Linked DNA regions of Gasterosteus aculeatus: region 1 is linked to region 2. The links are chromatin contacts, called in public Hi-C maps. All regions are on one chromosome and are shown on one strand. Each heading gives the region's core, a stretch centred on a gene start, on an enhancer-like site or on the middle of the called end of the contact. The rest is flanking DNA. Distances are from core to core; before and after follow the strand shown.

Region 1 (5,757 bases), core at 387-2,886, 45 kb before region 2:
TAAGGTTATACATTTAAATTTGAGTCGAATACAGTTCAATTACAACCGTGTGAAAACGTGCTGCATTAATAGGGCTGCATAGAGGAATCATGACTGAATGCCACCATGAGCCGAACCGCAGCCGAACCCACCTCGAGGTGGAGAGAACGAGGCAAAACAACCGCGAGAGGCCGGTCCTAATCTAGAGGCATTGTCTGAATGGCCACTCGGAGACATTTGGAAAACAAAGGCTGGCTCGGTCCCCCTCGGACGGCTCGGGACGGGACGTCGCTTCTGATCTCCGCCCGGTTCCCGTCCGAAAGGGATGGGGGCGGGGGCGGACAGCTTCGGGGCCGACGCCGAGCGGCCTCTTGCGGCCCGGTGGTTCGGCTAGTTAGAAAGAATCCGCCGTGGTGTGACCGCGTTACCGGGCCGCGACACGGCGGGAGAACGTATCTCCTCCGGCCGCCGCTAAGGACGCGTCCGACCGCGGCTCCGCAGCGCTGCGGCGTCTCCCTCCAGCGTCTGACGTAGCTCCGCCCCTCCAACCCAGGGGCCACCTTGAAACCGTCGCATATTAAAGGAGGAGGGGCCGGACCAGTGCAAGGGAAGGGGCGACGTGGGCATCTTGAAACCGTCTAGTTAAATTATACACAGGGAGCCGCTCGGCGTTGCTGCTCCTGCAGACTGCTATGCGCGGTTTGCATAGATAGACCTGCCGAAAGCCCGGGCTTTATTCCGTGGTGTGAAACGGTAAATAAAGGGTCCACGGGCGCGACAACAGTGATAAATGTTGGTGCGTTCCCGGCTCATGTGAAATATATCCGGGGTGCTTTTCACCTGTCACAAGTAGTGTCTTTGCAGACCCTCCAATGTGCCGAATGATGGCCACCAGTCAGTGAGCCCGGTTAACATTAATAAATAGCATTTGATGAATTAGAGGCGAGATGTTAAGGGATTCAATTTGCGGGGAATCTTTTCCACGAACCATATTGTTTGCATAGTCCGCTAATACGTACGCTGTAGAATTATCGGGTAAACACCTTTGAATATGAGTGGCTTTTAAGGAATGAGGTGTTAGAATAAGTGAGATGGTTATCTCATGTGTTAGCGCTTGTTTTCTTTTGGAGGAGAGCAGAGGTGAAACGGGGCGGTAATAAAACGAATGCGGCAGTGCTGCTTCCGAGTGAGTTGAAGTAAACTGCCTCTCACACTACATGCAAAACGCTTACGATACGTTTCAGGGTAACAATGTACCCGGGCTTTCAGATTGCCAATCTTCTAGCGTCTATTATAATTAGCATGAAAATGTGTGTGTGTGGTGGTGGTGGTTGTGGTGGTGATGGTGGTGGGGGTGGGGGGGTGAACTAACCCCCACCTCCAAAAAGAAAAACAGAAACCCAGTGCTTGTTCTGATCAGTCGGTCTTGTAGGAGAGGGGACCTTGAAACGGCTCAACCTCCTTGCTCCATAATTGCTTTTATACTGCTGGCCAGCGGCCAGGGGGTGTTTTTCTTTCTTTCTTTTTTTTTGACCCTGGGGATTTGATTGACACCTCGCACAGCCAATCAGACAGGAGGTTTGCACAACGCACGGGGGGCTGTCCCGCGGTTGGGTGGTGGCGAGGGAGATGGGCGGGGCTTGCAAAAACAATGCTGTGTTTCATTGCTGAGGAGTTTACGGACGCGTCAGGGTCTATCGCCCCCCCCCCTCCCTCCCCTCCTCCCAACACACACAGTTATCCCCCAGTTTACCTTCGTACGAGCCTGTAATGGACTACTCCAGTTCTCCCAGCAACCTGGACGTTTTTTTAGCTCCTTTCGCCGGACTTTCCACATTCAAGTAAGCGCTTGGCATTTTTTTTTTTGGTTCCTCCAGCTAAAGTGTCCCGAGTTCTGCGTGTTTCAAACCCTAATTTGGTCTGTAAATGTGAGCGAAAAGGGCGCGGAGGGTCTGTGTTTCTTCTTCTTTTTATAATTTCCTCCACACGGCATTTGGGATTTTTTTTAGGGGGCTGTTTTTTTTTTCGGGTCGGTGCGACTTTCGAGACGTTTCCGCCGAGAAAGTTTTGCGTGTCGCGAAAAGGAACCGTGAAAAAGTTTGAAACGTGGCTGAAGCGCTGCTCCGCGCGCACGACCGCGGCGGACCAGAGGAGCCTCCGACCCCCCCCCCCGTCTGTCCGTGCGTGTTCCTGGGGGGCTCCGAGGAGACATTCGTGTCCCGTCTGGTGCGTTTGTCTCCGGGTAAAAGCAGGTTTATGGTGATCTCTGAACCGTCCTTCCGATCCCGCCCGCATATCACGAGTCCTCGCTGGGTTGTTTGCTTGCAGCCTTTTGAAGGTTCAACTGGACTTTCGCCTCGCTGTTGTTGTTTTTTCATACTTAAATACACATTGGTCACATAGTTTGGGTTATTATATTTTATTATTATTCTGCAAAATGCACAAAAAATACACGCGAACCCCCCGATTCTCCTCGCAGCTTTCGGGTAAAGTCGCAAATGCTTGTTGTTGTTCTGCTTAAAGTCACTTTTATTCTATTTGTGTGTTTTTTAATGTATCGCATACGCATGTCCGCGGAGACTGTCCTTTGTCGGCAGTTTAGCAAAATTATTAAAATTCCTATTTTTATTTTTTTTTTAAACCAAAGATTCGAGACGCGAGCCGATTAATCCGAATGGCCGCGCATCCATCATGTGAATCGCATTATTATATCTTAACACCAGCTGGAGCTCCGGTGCTGGAGCTTTGATACGGAACGAGGACGCCAGTGGACCGACCGTGTTTACGGGTCGGGCTCGTTGATCTCTCCCGCTGGAGCAGCACCCGCGTCCAGAAGGCGCAGCCGCCCGGACCGCGGCCGCAATACGCGGGCAACAAAACCCCGCCGATCAGCGCGGCAGACTCTGGCAACCCGCATTTATTTTTAACCCGTTTGAAATGTATATTTGATGCGCCTCCAGTATTTATGGCGTATTGACTTACAGGGCGAGCCGCTGGGAAACAGCTGCACAATCGTAGCAATAACAGAACTAAAACAAACGAAAAAGAGGACCGAACAGGTTTGTTAGCGTCCGTGTGTGTTTTTTTCTTCTTTTCCCCTCGCGGGGTCTGCGTGTGGTTTCCACGGCCGGGGCAGCGCGGCTGGCCGCCGCCGCCGCCGCTCCTGGTGCTTGTTTTCCCGGGGAGCGGAGCTGTCTGCTCGGTGGAGGCGGGTGGAGGAGCGCCGCCGCTGCTGCTGCCGCTGCGGCGCTCGCTGACATTACGCGAGATCGTCGTCTTGCTGGTGGAAGTTGGAGTTGGAAGGAGACCTTGTGCCGTCGAGCAGCGCGTCCAGCTCGTTCAGCTTCTCGAGCGCTTTTCCGAACTGCGTCATCGCGCACTGACCGCCCGCCGCAAAGAGGAGAACCCCCCCCCCCAAAATAACAGTGTGATCAGTGTGCGTCAGATCGTGTGTCAAGCGAATGTTTTCTTGTTGTATTTTCGTAGGTCGGCGGGATGGCTGAAAAGAAGCCCGAATCGCCAGGGGAACTAAAGACAGTATCGTAGCGCCCCCCAAAAAATTCGTCTTTTACAGAATAAGGGGCCTCTCCAGACGGACTATTTCTTTTCACAACTTTCCCCACTGTGGATAATGGATGGCAGAGATTTTGGACCTCCCCGATCCGTCCACGTACCGCCGCCGTTGCTGCCGGGGCTCACGATGGAGTCTCCCCGACTCGGAGCGGCAGCCGCGGCCGGGAGGATGCCTCCCTCGCCCGGCCACGGCCACGCGCCGCCCCTCCACTCCGGAAAATTCCTGCCATCGCCCATTAACCTACATCCACACCACAGTAAGTAAACGGCGTCCGACCGCTCCGCTCCCTGCAATGTGACTATGATTAACTTAAAATAACGCAGCGCAAAAAAACACCATTTATATATTTATATATATATGTGCAAACAAATACGCAGCGTTGGTGCGGTCATTTCTTGGATGCAGCTACGGTCTTCTGTGGAAAATGCCCCCCCCCCCCACTTGGTTAGGTTTCATAAGGAGGTGTGGCTGTTGCAAAGCTGTGACAAGTTTCAGATGTGAAAGTATGACATCGCGCTCACTGTTGTGCGCGATGACCGACGCGCCAACAGCGGCCGCCTGTTGTGCTGCGGGTGTTGTTGCAGCAGCATGCGGGTCAGGGTGCAACGGTCTTGGGGGGTGTGTGTGTGTGTGTGTGTGTGTGTGTGTGTGTGTGTGTGTGTGTGTGTGTGTGTGTGTGTGTGTGTGTGTGTGTAATATATATATATATATACATATGCGCGGTTGTGTGTGTGTGTGTGTGTGTGTGTGTGTGTGTGGGGGGGGGGTTGTAACCTCAGTGACAGACCACCTGCACCCTGTGTGTCAGAGGTAAAATGGCTGTGCTTCAGTCTTCAGTTTTTGCAGTAATAAGCCACTCTGCTGGAACATTTGGCAAATGGCTGATGTTGCTTATACCAGCATGCGAACCATTTGTGTGTGTGTGTGTGTGTGTGTGTGTGTGTGTGTGTGTGTGTGTGTGTGTGTGTGTGTGTGTGTGTGTGTGTGTGTTTGAGACCCTCGATGCTGCTCTAAGCACACTGGGGAATCTTTGTAAGGGGGGGGGGGGATGTCTTGTATGTGCTGTGCTCACATAAATGAATCACACGTTGGGTTCAAACCGGACGGGTTTGATGTGGTCGGGCAGCAAACCCTCCATGTGTTTGTTTACGTGTGTGTTTGTCTCCGTCAGTAGATGATCTGCAGTGTGTTGTTGTTCCCTGCTGAGCTGGTGATTTCCTCTTTACTTTCCCTGCGAGCGGAGCGATGCCCGATCCTGCTATTAGTAATGAAAGCCTTGAAATGACCACATGCAGGGGAAACCGTACAGATACCGCTGCGTGTTTGCATACGTCGCTTTGTGGTCAGTCAAAGGGAAAGTCAGAGCGCTGTCATCCATGTGTGTGTCTGTGTGCGCGGTGTCTTTTGGAAAGTCTGACAAATGCTCTCATCGAGTTACTTCCACCCCCCTGAAGTCACGAGGCAGGCAGACGGATGCGATTACAGTTCCTCTGGTTCCCTTTCAGAGGTGAACCCACGGGGACGACGATACGCCAGTTTGGTCGCGTTCCCCTCGTCGCTTCAGCTGATGCGCTCCTTGTCACCTGGTGTGTGAGGTGCTAAAGGGCAGAGCGAAGAAGAAATCAACTCGGAGTGTCGGGATGATTGATGTGTGCACCGTGGCAAAGAGAAGTTCATTTTTTACTTTTTGGAGCTTGCGAACAACCTCTTTAATATTTCCAGGCGAGATGATCAGTTGTGTGACTGAAGTGCTTGCGGTGTGCGTTTGCACAGACCTGCTCGGTGGGTGCGTGAAGAGTAATTGACCCGACCGCTGTTCCAATCCCATATTGCCGGTTTTTGAAACACTCCTTTAGAACGGCATCCGTTTTATTCTGCCCACACGCCGACCTTCTCGCCCTCCGACTCTCATCTCGACGCCGCACGCTCTCAAGCCTTCGCCCACTGAAACGCGGCGCTGTGCGACGCGGGTCGCTTAGCTTCACTCCTCCCTCTCAAATCCCTGCACGTTGCATTAGCCGAACCCGGCGGAGAGCTCGGTCCCAGGCCTGCGCCAGCGCCTCGCGGCCACGCGACAATCACCCGGCAATCGCCACCGTTCATAATGTTCCTGTTTTTAATTAAATGCCGAGAATGTGGAGCTCGAAGAACTGGCGTGCAACCAGAGGAGCCAAGGTCACTCCGCTACTGTCTCTGTTTACAAG
Region 2 (5,749 bases), core at 2,775-5,274:
TATACTCACGTTTCTCTCTGCTTCTGTGCGTGTTGTGTGGACTGCCCCTTTAATCAACAGTGGACTCCACCACGTCTCCATTTTGGCAGTAATGAAGCTGCTGGTTGTGATAAAATGGAGGAAAGTTCAGCTTCCTTTGCACAGCTGACCGCGGGAAAACATATTTTCCACCGCTGACCGTTCAAGAGTCTGCTCTCAAAGAGCTGGCAAGGGTGTGTGGGTGTGTGTGTGTGTGTGTGTGTGTGTGTGTGTGTGTGTGTCTTTGCCTGAGTGTTTACGTGTCTTTTTGAATTCTGTGTGTCCACGTGTGAACCGATCTTTGCTGACATGAACGGAGCGTGTTCCTGTTCCACGGTGAGAGCAGCAGTCAGGGACTTTCCCTCAAAGGACAAACATCAGCATAACATCAGGACCTGCTGGGAGCTTCCTCTGAGACACACACACACACACACACACACAGTTACAGTACACTAAAACAGAAAGGTATCCAAACATCCTCTCACACACACACACACACACACACACACACACACACACACACACACACACACACACACATGTGGGTGTGTCAGTTTGCTGGGTTCTGGTTGGCCGACGTCACCAGAATAAAGGGTTTCTATTGGTTCAGGTTTCACTGCAGCTTAAACACGGAGAGCTGATGTGCGCATGTGTGTGTATGTGTAGATCTTTTCCTGTCAAAGCTCTTCCTGTGTGTGTGTGTGTGTGTGTGTGGGTCGCTCCTTCAGACCTGTTTCCCAGGAGACGGGTATCGAAGTGAGGGGGCGTTGAAACGCACAGCGATTGAGGGCCGTTGGGAAGCAGCTCTTGTTCAGGCTGGACTTTGCTCTCAGACTTCAACACGCTGCTTTTCCTTGAAAAAGACAAAAACCGAGTTTCTGCATTTGTTTCCACACCGACTCTACTTCCTCCTGCTTCTCCGTCTCTCCATCTGTCTCCCATCCGTCACTCTCAGATTACTGCTCTGTTTCCCCCTGTGGTTTATTCTCCCTTTGCGTCGTGGCTACAAAAATATATATTTGATTTCAAACCGCTCTTGTTTTGATCGGGACGATAACCTTTATGAATGAACTGTGATGTTTGAAGCATAAGAAGTAAAACACTCTATGAAGACACAAAAAAGCATTACAACTTACAGCTGTGATATTTGTTGACGTTAGTACGTCCAGAACACAACTTTCTAACATCCGACAAAAAGCCCAGATAGACGTTAGATGTGCAAGATGAGGATGATTCTGCACTTGTTTCCTTCGTCTCAAGCCTTTGGACCACATCACGTCTATCCAGAGTCCCCAAGATGGGAACCACTGAAATACGACAGGTTCCCATATTGGCCATTACCTGCTGCACACATTTGAATGTAAAATGACAACAAGGCCTCGCAAATATTAGTTCAGAGTGCTTTCCCACATGAGAGAATGTGCATGTGAGTGATGCGCTGCATATCAATTAGATGCATCTATTATTCATGCTGACAACCTAATGAATGAAACATCACAGTCTTTGTATTTTGGGCATGTTTACTTCTCTCTCCTACACACACACACACACACACACACACACACACACACACACACACACACACACACACACACACACACACACACACACACACACACACACACACACACACACACACACACACACACACACAGGCTCAGCTGCGTGTGCGTGCGGACAGCAGTGACAATGTGGATGAAGTCCAATTGTAGCTGTGAATACGTGGCGAAGCCAACTGAATACCTGAGATGAAGCTTCATGCTGCCTCACCATGGTGACGGAAGAAAGCTGGTAATCTTTTTAGTAACGGTCACAACTAAACAAAGATAAATTCATGTGTATTTCAAGGTATAAACATGAAATGCCTCCATATTTCTTAGATTTTGGCCCATTTCTTCTTTGTTTTGTTTTTTCTATTTTTCAGACTCATTCATTACCTCTCTCTTCTCTCTTGACATCCCTCCAGACGTTTAGCGTTTAGCTTTTTTCATCTTCATCTCACTCTCTCAAGCTCTTTCTGCCTCTTCTCCCAGGTTCCACTGGTGATTCTGATTGTTTAGTTTCTGTGGTTGTTGATTTCTTGGTGGTGTTGTGAAAGTAGTGTCGGCTGCCACAGGATCTAAACTGGCTTCTTCTTTCTCATCCCTTGTGTTTCACCTCTATTTGTTATTCTCTCGCTTAACCTTATTCATTAAGCTTCTATCATTTAACATAATAAGATACAACAACATTTTAGGACCAGTATGTATATCGTTATAACATACAGTAATACCTCCAAAGGGCACGTTATAACATGCTGCACTTTGAATAAAATCATCTTTCTTAACAAGCAGCACAACCGGACGTTAAATGCACAAAATGCAACAATATTCTTGATAATAATGTAAAGACAGAAACCAAAATAATTCCATTTAATCATCACTTGTGACCCGACAGACACCTTCACCGTACACGATGAAACTAAATGAAGTCACCCCAAAATAGAGCTGCATGAATTCAACATTGAAACCAACTTCGGCATGAGGATTATCTTTCTCATTATTTAATAATGGATTATAGTACAATCCAGTTTGTATGCAAGTATATTCTTAGGAAACAACACTTACCTGTTTGTGATATTTGAATAGTATTTGACTAAAATTATAGGAATAGCCAGATGGTGTTGCCAATTTTATCCCATAAAATGAACAACATATGCTACAAAATGTAGTTTATGAACTGACGTAAGAGGAAAGAAAAGCACAAACCACTTGTTTTCTACTATGTTCTTACAACGGCAGAATAATTCACTCATTTGTCCATTTTCATTAATCACAATGCTATAATGTAGCACTTAAATTGTACTTATAATGCCACTTATCTATAGCTAATTTTAACTTATTTGATAAAATTGCACTTTCTTGTTTCTTGCTCTTCTGGGTTTGTATCCTTATGGTTAAAATGCACTTATTGTAAGTCGTTTGGATAAAAGCATCAGCTTAAGGACATGTAGTGTAATGAAGGAGAAACTTCCCTATGAAATCATTTAACAGACATTTTAATATGTGATGCCAATTAAAAGTATGAACCTTTTGGTAATATGAAAGTCTAATCTGTGATTCAAAGTGTGAATAACTCATTTGTACCAATTTCAAATGCTTGTATTGTTTTTCATTATTAAAATATAACGTTGTTAATGGTTTGCTAACATAGCACACAAGTGTGTTCCATATAAGCCACATGAGCCATCGAGGTTTTGTTTTAATAATACATCATTTAATATAATGTAATTTTAAAAATCTTAATACAAACCTGTTTTATTCAAATATGTGATTTTGTATGTAACATAAATATGTTCCGTTTTCCCATGAAGCCCTTTAATGGCATTAGATGTGTAACCACATCTTCTGATTAGTTCATAAAAATCTGTTTCCATTGTGAGATGAAATTCTTGTCAAAGTATTTTTTATATCGACCATGATTTCATGTATAAAAGCAAAAAACAGCTGTTATCTCGTGTTGAATGAATTAGTTTTATGCTCTACAATCTTATACTAATAGTACCAACTTTACTGTTACTTTAATCCTGCCCATCCACCACACATTGTTTTAACTGAAGAAATTGGCCATTTAACACAAGTCAAAGGCCGACTAATAAATCAAGACAAGAAAATGTGCAGTAATAATACTGTTGGTTTTCGTTTGATCAACTTTTCGTTTCCCCAAACTGAGGCGTCAGGATCCACTGAAACAGTCTAAACGCAGTCAGAGCAGAGAGCAGCGCACCAGACCTGCTCCTCACATCCACTGCCTTTCTACCTTCCTCCTCCTCCTCCTCCTCTCTCAGTATGTGGAGCAGAATGAGTAATGATCAGTCGCTCCGTCACACACAGGAGACTTTCTTTCCCTGCAGCCACATCCCAAATTAGCACACACACACACACACACACACACACACACACACACAAATACGCACACGCACAAATGCACACAGACAAACAGCTAAATAGGTCCATGCACTTACAGAGACAGATTTTGAACTACGACTATGAACACAATACAATATACAATGTCCTCGTTGTACGGTTATGTGTCCTAGAGACACTGAGAAAGGTCAAAGGTAAGAAGGAGAGAACTTCTTTCTCTCGTAATGGGCTCTGTGCCACAGATATGAAGCTGAACTGGACACAGAACCTCTTGACAATGTTCTGTGAGCTGCAGCGACCTCCGCTGGAGAGAAGCAGTTAAAACAACTGCTGATCCCTGCAGGATGAACTCCCGTTTCTCTTTCCCCCTCTGAAGCAAAAGCTTCCATACGGCTGCTGGAGGTTCTGCAACAGAAAACTACATGCAGTTCTGTAAAAGAGCTTAACACAAACCCAGATCATTCCAAGTAATACGATTATCAGACATTTAGAATTTAAGAGCAGAATAACACAGCAGACACCGATGAAAACGACTTTATTAAGCTCCGACAATGGGACAACGTTGTATTGGCACAAACAGACTGCTGGGACACTGAAATCATGTGACAGTAAGACAAAAACTCATTTAAGTCATTATAGAATTACACATATTTCTGAAAGATGTTAGTCACATTTTGATTGAGCGTTGTGTAGTATTTGTAAAGGCTAAATACCATTGGAAGTCATAAAGAGCTGAAAGGCCACAATTTGCTCAAATGCCGGTTAACCTTTTTAACCACTGATTCATCAAACTAGACAATTCTCCTCCTCCTGCTGAAACAATGCAGGTGTTCATCAACCATTCTGTAACGTGCACATATTTAGCAAAAATCTAAAATAGACAGATAAATAGGCTGGATTTTGATTGTTTAGTGATCCTGAATAATTAATAATAAAGAATAATTCAACTGATCACCATTCTTTTTTTTCCACAAATATCAAGCAAAATACGTTTTGTTGCAGTAGATATATACACGTATGTACAATGTAACGTTTGTATGCGTTACACCACCCTGGTGTTTCACAGTGCGCAGTCACGTGGGCGCTGAGTCTTTGTCAGCATGACGTGGTTTCTGAATAAATTCAGTTGGAAGAAAAATTACGTATTTGAAAAAACGATAATAGGAAGTCACATAGATATTCAGATATTAGACCTTGTTGAGGTAAAATGCAGGATTAAACATTTGTTGTTTAGTTTATTTTAGTAATAATTGTGTTTCTTAGCATCAGGAGATTGAATGTTGAGTAACCTTCATCCCATCATAAGTATCTTTACTTCCAGATCTATAGTTCTCCAAATATTCCATCCTGTCTTTGTGACTTTATCAGCTAACCCTGATTCAAATGTTAAAATGTGTCATCCTGGACAAAACATGGGACTAATCAATAAACAGTAAAAAATACAACTATTTTACTTTCTCAGTTCTTTTTTTCATGTGCTGATGTTTTAAATTAACTTAAAAGAATGAAATACATCATGTTAAATCTTCTCAAAGTGAATAATTTACCCAAATGTCAAACTTCTACTTTAAATCACCTCAAAGGGTTGAAAAAAATATGAGTTTAACATGCAGCTCTTTGAAATGCGGGATCACTCTCACCCCCCTAAGTTCTCTACCAGAGAAATAAATATACCTTTCAACCATAAATAACTAAATGCACCTTCAACCCCACCGCTCTGAAAGGAGAGGCCTGCAGCAGGGTGACACCGCCGTGTCGTAGTGCGCTCCACGACTCTACAGAGAAGCCTTTTTCCTTCATAATCTATTAAGTCTGAACTCCTCTCA

What was found. Hi-C and Micro-C count contacts between places; a contact is called where the count stands out from the background.
Region 1: a Hi-C map of liver shows a contact between it and region 2, with 5 times the contacts expected there. The contact joins the promoter of tnrc18 here to the enhancer-like site in region 2. A contact is called at or near these places in 5 of 6 Hi-C or Micro-C datasets (liver, skeletal muscle, tail fin and 1 more).

Annotation. Positions count from the first base shown.
Region 1 is chr11:6,395,459-6,401,215 of fGasAcu3.hap1.1, reverse strand. tnrc18 (trinucleotide repeat containing 18) reads left to right here and starts at 1,636. Exons shown (of 30, transcript XM_078084689.1): 1 at 1,636-1,820; 2 at 3,466-3,809. The coding sequence starts at 3,611.
Region 2 is chr11:6,353,021-6,358,769 of fGasAcu3.hap1.1, reverse strand. No RefSeq gene overlaps it. Among protein-coding and RNA genes, the nearest start is that of slc29a4a, 15 kb to the right of the region's middle. Within about 2 kb of position 4,024, at least 1 of the 9 cell types and tissues checked has open chromatin away from gene starts, as enhancers often do. A contact at or near this core is called in liver, where this site is marked.